2 separate regions of the Hordeum vulgare genome follow, and region 2 is linked to region 1. A link is a contact called in public Hi-C data. All regions are on one chromosome and are shown on one strand. The core of a region is the stretch at or near the end of the contact, and the rest is flanking DNA. Distances in the headings are between cores, read along the strand shown.

The links. A called contact is a pair of places that touch in the nucleus more often than the background predicts.
Region 2: a contact with region 1 is called in a Hi-C map of seedling, with 3 times the contacts expected there. The contact joins the promoter of LOC123442943 here to the promoter of LOC123442942 in region 1. A contact is called at or near these places in 1 of 6 Hi-C or Micro-C datasets (seedling) and 1 of 1 datasets of contacts at active chromatin or transcription factors (embryo).

Annotation. Positions count from the first base shown.
Region 1 is chr3H:53,888,150-53,892,322 of MorexV3_pseudomolecules_assembly, forward strand. LOC123442942 (F-box protein At2g05970-like) reads right to left here and starts at 2,470. Exons shown (of 3, transcript XM_045119136.1): 1 at 2,151-2,470; 2 at 741-802; 3 at 1-13. The coding sequence starts at 760.
Region 2 is chr3H:54,017,583-54,021,755 of MorexV3_pseudomolecules_assembly, forward strand. LOC123442943 (60S ribosomal protein L18a-like protein) reads right to left here and starts at 2,112. Exons shown (of 5, transcript XM_045119137.1): 1 at 1,831-2,112; 2 at 1,031-1,173; 3 at 405-537; 4 at 203-320. The coding sequence starts at 1,040.

The DNA.
Region 1 (4,173 bases), core at 1,220-3,719:
AACTTCTTTAAGCCTGAAAAATATAACTTATGCATATCAGTGTACATCATGACATAAATGCTAATAAAGACACCAGATTCTTGCTTCATCTTTGTGGAAGCGTTCAAATAGTTTCACAGCAAAGGCATGCTAGCCATGTCCAAGTCAGAAGTTTCTGATATGTACAGATAACATCAGTACATACATCCATTAAGCTCATTTAATCTTGGGTTGTGATAAATGGAAAGGGGGGTAAAATAAGACAACCAAGTTCAATGGGGAAAACCTTAATCCTTAGTGAAACAAGTTGGACGATACCCTACAGGTTAGTTTTACGAAAACAACTATCCAAAACTATTCACAATGACCATTCACCAGAGAATAGCTAACATGAAATAGCAGTGACGGGAATCAGATCAATCAGAGAATGTTGATAAGGATTAAATGCTGCTTGATAAGATAATAGTATTACAGTTCAGTTCAATATGCTGATTAAACTACCAGCTCAAGGATAAACGTGGTCAAGTCAGAATCTGTGAACAGAAGCACAGAAGAAAACAATAGTATGTACACTGCTTTAAGACCTTCATTCTGATCAAGCAGATTAAACACCACTGATCTCAAGATCGGGTCTAAACTTGAATGCCTCATAACTACGTTGAGTGACTGTAGAACTTCATATGTGGTTAAACTAACAGAATGGCGAATGCACAAATCGATAGTTCGAAAAATTCTCGTAAGTGATGATAGATTAATAGTACCTTGTTTCCTTCGTGGACATGCTAATACAATAACTTCAACTGCTGTAGAGATCCAAACTCAACTGCAGTGACATCAAAACATCATAAACTGAATTCAATGGGCGGAAAAGGAACAACATATCCTGTTACACTGTAGCACAAGTAAAGACATAAGATACAAAATGAATAGACATGAGGGAGTCAGGGAAGAGTGCCTATTCAATAATTTATCACGGAAGCTCTAAAGTAAAGAAAGCCTCCACTCTACATATAAACTTATGCTGCTGCACGGCAGAATGTAAACTCAGATCACCAACCACATATGACCTACATGTACTACATTTCCTGGACACTATAACTGAAACAAATGCATATGTACATATAAGTAAGTACGACCGCCGCATTAACCGCGGCATTAACTATCAGCAATCTCAATTATCAGATCTCCGGCATTTAAGCAAGGGCTTCAGTGTTTATTCAAATTTGTAGCTAAGATGCAAACTACTATAGGAAAATATGGCACGCTGTTCCTTTGAGATGTTTAAGGGCTCCTTTGATTCAAAGGATTAGAATCCTCAGAAAAATTCATAGGATTGAATCCCATAGGAAATTTTTTTTAAGGATTTCTTTGTATTACTTCACATAGGATTTCTACCATCCACTCAAACCTCTTTAAAAGAATCATTTGTTTTTCCCATGATGCAATCAAACAAAACCAAAATCATGTAGGATTGAGATGGCCATGTCATGCCAATCCTATGTTTTTCCTATTCCCACGTTTTTAGAATCCTACGAATCAAAGAGGCCCTAAAACTGCACTTATCCTTGGAACTTACTCCCTCTATTCCTAAATATAAGTCTTTTTAAAGATTCCACTATAGACAACAAACTGATATATATATAGACATGCTTTAGAACGTAGATTCACTCATTTTGCTCCATAAGTAGTCCCTCATTGAAATCTCTAGAAAGTCCTAACGGAGGGAGTAGAAACGAACAGATTTTCATGCACTTCCCTTGAAGTTGGAAAGACCACAGGATATATTCTGTTAAACAACAGAATCCTTGTTATACAGCCCTTGGAAGTTGGAAGGGCCATGGAATCACACCAACAACGCACGATCAATCAAATCAATGAAAAAGATAAAATCTATAGCCCCCAAACCCTACCAAAACCCACCAAAAATCAACGCGCCCCCCCCCCCCTCCCGTCGCCGATCAGAACCAGACGGCCTCGGAGCAGCCCATCAATCGCCAAAAGAACACCACGGAAATCGCCGGTCGGAACAAGAAAAACTAGGATGGATCCTTCAATCGCCGAATCAAACGCAGAACTCCCCGGCGGAACTTGAAATCGATCGATACAGCACGCGTATAGGAGCTACATGAGGACGTGGAACCTCAGCTCACCGCCGTGATAAGAAGAGGTACCAGTCGGCACGACGCCGCCTGGATCTCGTCTCCGTTCCGCCGCCGCCGATGTCGATGTCGGAGGGAGAGGAATCGAGGGGCGGGCGGGCGGCGGCTAGGGTTCGACGACGGCCTCGATTCAAGCAGCGGCGGCGCGAGTCGGTGCAGGGTCGCGAGGATGGGGTGGGGGGAAGCACGTATGCAGCAGCCGCCAGCCGTGACGGCCCCCCGCCAGGATCAGTGCGGGGCGAAGTGGGGACTGTGAGGAGGAGGATTCGAGGGGCGGGGATGGTGGCGGGGGAGGAGGCTCCTCGGACGGGGTTGTTCTCGTCAAGGAGTCGCCGGTCTGGGAGGGATGACCTGGCACATTATGTAAATGTTTTTCCACTGTAATAATTTTGCTATATCCCACACGCTGATCTTTTGAAACAGGGAGGCCATCAAGTCCTAAACTTTGACACTTTGCTTTCATTTTTCTGAAAACTGTTTTGGGCTTTTCGGTAATATCCGCTCAATGAAAGAAAACGTTTTAAAATGACGTGATGCCTTAGTTTTTCAAAAGGTTTCATAGGATATGATGTGGATGTGTGCCTTATAAAGATGAGTATATGTTCATATGTTTGAATGTGTCGATGAATACTTACAACATATGTCATATGTAGGCTAAAGTTGATAAGAACCGAAGGGACAAAGGTGGACGCTCGGAACAAGGTTGATACACGCATGGGACGCACGATGTACCCAGGTTCAGGGCTCTCCGTAGAGATAATACCCATAATCCTGCTCGAGTGTTTGATGTATAGGAACAGAGTACAATGTCGCTCCTGGAGCTGTGTGGGGAGGAGGAAGAGGGGAGCAGCCGGCTCGTCTCTGCCTCTCTCTCTGTGGTTGGTGAATGTGTTGTGCTGAATGACTGGTGAAGGATCGGCCTGCTTGCATGGGAGGCGACCGGGGGGTTTTATAGACGAACTCACCGTCCTACAATATGGATAAAGGGTACAAGCGTGGGACCCGGATGGCTGCTTCGCCAGCTGGCCAGGGGCCCACAAGGGTCATGTCTTGTCGATGAGGGGCCCGCCGGCTGCATGGTCCCGATTGCATGTGGGACCCGCCGGCTGGCCAATGAGGCTCTCGCGTAAGGTTGACGCTGAGCACGCGTTGTACGTCAAGCGTCGCCCCGCGAGATTCTTCATGGGCAGGTAGTACGACCGCCTCCACTGTTCCCCACGCCGAGTGCAGTAATGGAGTGGGAGTGTGACGGTTCGACACTATGCTAGGTGATGGATCAGAGCCGGGGTAGGTCAGCGGCGTGGCCGCCGACGCTCGTACCTGCCGGGCGCCCTGATCTTGTACCTTTGCTGACGCGTAGCTACCTTTAATCGTGAGGTCTCTTCCTGACATACGATCTGATATGACTTGTGATCCTCGGTCGGCTAGCCTGCTTGGCCAGCCGGCTTGAGCGTGGCCGCCTCCTCCCCAGTCCGGTCTGGCGGGACCAGGCCGGCTCTGAAGGAGATGTCGCCTGGATTCTAGCCGGCAGGGGTTGCCTGGTCGGCCAGAAAGGTGGCCGCCTCGTCCTCCAGCCGGCACGTGATGCCTAGCCGGCGAGAAGACTTGGGCCTTGGGAATCTTCATACGTTCAATGTCCATTGGGCCGGAAATGAAGGAACAGGCTTGATGAGCCTACCCCGGGGTTATCCCCCCGACAGTAGTCCCCGAAGCTGGCGAGGTCTGCCGCCTGCGGGCGGGCGGCCTCACCGGCTTGTTGATTTGTCTTGATATTTTGGCTGTTATTCGCGGCGAATGACGCCGGCTTCGAAACCGGGTGGCTTCGGAGCGACGCCTCGGTCCAGTCGTGACTGGCCCGGAGAACGCCATGTGCCAGGCCCCGCCTGGCGTAATGATGGCGATTACTGCTGACGGGATCGGGCCTGGGCCCCGGGGTCCCGCCACGACGCCCCCTCGGCCTCCGCGCGGGAGATCCTCTGCGGATTTACTCCGCGGCGGTTGGGCTTAGGGGAGCGTTACCGCCCGTAATACACGG
Region 2 (4,173 bases), core at 862-3,361, 130 kb after region 1:
CAGAGCCAACAATGCATCTGCTATCAGGTTGCATGATTGTTTACATGCATGAAGAAATGACTTTCTACAGGAAAACTCTTTAGCTTTCTGTGCCTTAGATATGGTTTATCTATTACACTACTTTGCATCTATGAGTTGTTTTCTTTCAAGCTACATTAATTATAGCAACATGTTCAGGATTTACAGTGCAAGGACAACCTACCGCAATAGCAGAGGCAGCAAGACCCGGGCGCTCTCGGGGGTCCCTATTGTAGTACTTGCAGCAGTAAAGAGTCGTCGCGTAGTACCAAAGCAATGGACACAAGAAACCTAAAAGAAATCTGCAACCGAAACATGTTTGATATTGCCAGATGCAGAATATGGAAACTGAACTGAAGTTTGTGTAGATGGTAAAGGATTCTTACGAGGACCATCCTATTCCGCAACCAAAGCAAGGAAGCCGTCTCTCAAACTTCGCCAGCTGTGGGTTCTCTTCATCTCTGAGTAGGGTGTACTTGCCAAGACACCCTTGACAATGGCAAAGTTCATCCGAGCTTGCTGTGCAATGCCAAGTGTGATTCGGAGTAAGAAGTAATCGTATGAACAAAATTAAAAATAATGCACATCATGATCAAGCTAAAGCCCTAATAAACAGAGGAACAACTGTAAACTCTGAATCCTAATTATGTTATATCTCACTGATGTTTATACACTATTATGCTACCACGTATGTCAACATCACGTAATAGATGTTACTGTCTTTTACAATGACAGACTAAGGGTTCTGTTCTCCTGCACAACGTAAGTGATCTAGCGGCGAAGGAAATCTTAAGTTTAACTCAAAAAATCCTGCATAACATAAGCGATCTAGCGGCAAAACAAATCTCAAGGTTAACGCGAAAAGATCCTGCATAACATAAGCGATCTAGCGGCAAAACAAATCTCAAAAGTTTAACGCGAAAAGATCCTGCATAACATAAGCGATCTAGCGGCAAAACAAATCTCAAAAGTTTAACGCAAAAGATAGATACAAGGTTGAAAAAGCAATTACCTTCCCCCATTTAATCTAGAGCTGTTTAGGGAAGATCCAAACTTAACACCAAGCTGCTTGGCAGATTCCTCCTTGCTGGAATCAGTTCAACAAGTCTGATCCGAGGAATAAAACAGAACAGTAGCCAGCTTGGCACATAAATCCTGCAAGTGTGTCAGGATGGGGTCATCTTGCTGCATCGGAGAGAAAATTATATCCACAATGTAATTTCTTCTGCATAAACACGCATATGAGTCTAATCGGTAGGGACAGATGTTGTGAGCAATTGGAAGTACTCTTTCATGGCAAAGAGGAAAGCAGTGACCAGCAGGTGTCTCAAATTCCAAATATATTAACATACAGAAGCAGCAGGTGTCTGAATTCCAGATATTAGCATACAGAAGTCAATCCAAGAGGGGTACTCAGTCAGGAACACTACGGCTTCCGACGAGACTAGGAGAGCATAACATTTTGAGCTATTTCCTCTTGCTCTGAACTCTAACACTCCAACTCCCGTTAGTAGAACAAATCTAACGAATTCATACAAAATAAGCTGCGGCCGCGCTACGGGGCCATCTCAGATCGGTCTGGCGCGCTGAAGAAGAAGAAGCGGCTAAGGCAGGCAGACCAGGTACGGGTGGATGGACTAGATTAGCAAGGGCACCTACCAACCAGTCCACCACGCAGCAGACAGACAAATCGGCACCTACCGCGACGGGGATTCAGGCTTCGGTCGCCGGCCGCCACGCAGCAAAGGGAAGAAGGTAACCGCAAGACGAACAAGATAATCCACTCAGTCAGGACAGGATAGGGTTCCTTACCCGCAAGAGAAGAAACCGACCCAGCACCAGCACCAGCACCAGCAGGTCCGCGTCGCCGCCGGCGGGGCAAACCGCGAGGGAGGTGGAAGGGGGAGACGACGCCGGACGAGAGCGGGGTGGGGGTGGAGAGCGAGCAGTAGAGAGCACTGGAAGAGGCGACGAGGGGGAGACCGGGAGAGGCAGGAAAGTGGAGCCGAGGAGGAGGAGGAGGTCCAACCGGTTGTTCGTATGCGTGTGTGTGGACACGCAGCGCGGTGCGGGTCTCGTGCACCTACCGCCACGCTATGTGCCGCGTTGGTGAAAGAGGGGATGGAGACACGAGGGCGGCCCTTTTTAACACACGGATAACGACTCGTTCGCTGTCGTCAATGGAAGAGGGAGGAAAAGGTCAGTTTGTGTCAAAATACCACGTCATATACTCCCTCTGTTCCTAAATACTCCCTTCGTCCAGAAATACTTGTACTAGATATGAATGTATCTAGATTTATTTTAGTTATAGATACATCCATTATATCTATTTTTAGGACAAGTATTTCTGGACGGAGGGAGTATAAGTCTTTCTAAGAGTTTCATTAATGGACTACATACGGATGTATGTAGACATATTTTAAGGTATAAATTCACTCATTTTGTTTCGTATGTAGACACCTGGTGAAATATCTTAAAAAACTTATATTTAGGTACGGAGGGAGTATATATTAAAAGGAAGAGAGAAATTTTACCAGAGGTTTTTGAACCTGTTTTGATGTCTCCCTTTGGTCAATGGGGTGAATATCTGGTGCTATGAAACCACCTTACATTAAGTGCTTCCAATTTTAAAAATCCACATGTAAATGTTTCAAAAAATTCTTAAAAAATATGAATGTTCACATCACATGAACGTACAATCCTAAAAAATATGAATGTTCACATCACATGAACATACAATCCCTAAAAAATTCAAATCAAAACTGAAAATACACATCGAGAAACAAAAAAGATAAATTCAGCATAAATGTTTTATAAAAATCTTCCAAACATTAATGAAATGGCGCTTTGGTTCACATCCATTAGATCTCAGATTGACGACCGAGGTCGCGCGGAAGCACCTAATGTGAGGTGCTCCGGTAGCACCAGATATTTTTTCAGATGTTAGAAATACCTGATATATGGCAAAATCATTAATTAAGGGATACTTTTTATAAAAGACACTCCCATCAACTATGGTTGTGACATCTGTTATATTGCATGTGCGTCATTTGTCACAACGTGGAAGTTTTTCTTTTTCGGAGATTCGTTTTTTATATAATTTTTTATATCTCTTAACATGCATCCATATCTCGAACCATTTTTATCGTTGGATTTCTCGCGTCGAGATCTTCAAAACTAAATCTCATACAGCGCATTCCATGATCTTCTCCATGGATACATCACCAACACCTCAAGCTATCAGAGCATCCACAGTGTGATGTTTTGCTACCTCTAAGGCCATAGAGGCAGACGTTATATACTGTGAGAACAGCCTCTAAGCTAAATTTGTTTAGCATCGACGCTACGCTTGGAGGCAGCCTCCAATTCTTTCAATGAAATGAAATAATTCATTGGCCCTACATGTCATAGAAGGAGAGCATGCATGTGCCATGTCAAGAGGATGGAAAGGAGCCGACAACTTAGAGGCAGGGAACATTTGGCATACACTGCGTAATCTTAAGCTGACTCTAATAATCCAACGTGGGTCCCAGCTTAGAGGCAAGCCATCCTCTAAACGTTGTGGATGCCCTAAGTGGTCCCATGACGGGAGCCCGTACATGTGCCATTGAAATCGAGGTGACATATCTCCTTGCTCACCTATCATTTGATCCACTCAAGACATGGTCACTGCCTCAAGCACAGACTCTCCCATACTCGCGTACTCAAAAGGAAGCCATGGACCAATCGCGGAGGAACGCGAAAATGACGAGCCGACGGTAAACACTCAAGCGGCCGGACAACCGAGCCTGGTCGGACGTCCGAACCGTCCCAGCGTCCGGACGTCCGAGCTCGTCCAGGCGACCGATGCCTAGAGCCTCCCCAGGCCCCACGCCACAGCGTCCGGTCAGCCGACCCCGCCGGGACACCCGACCTCGCCAAGACATTACCAAAACCTCAAAAATCTGGACCACGCCGGATGACCGAACCTCGGACATCCGACAAGCTCCTGAAATCCGGCAACGTCGCTACTGATCCAAAGTCCTCGGACGACCAGACCGTGCCACACGTCCGAGCCCTGCTGAGCCTCCGGACGACCGACGTCTTTCGAATGTCCGAGCCCTGTCTACGGACATGCCCTTGGGCCATAGCCCATGTACCCCTCTATTTCTCCTA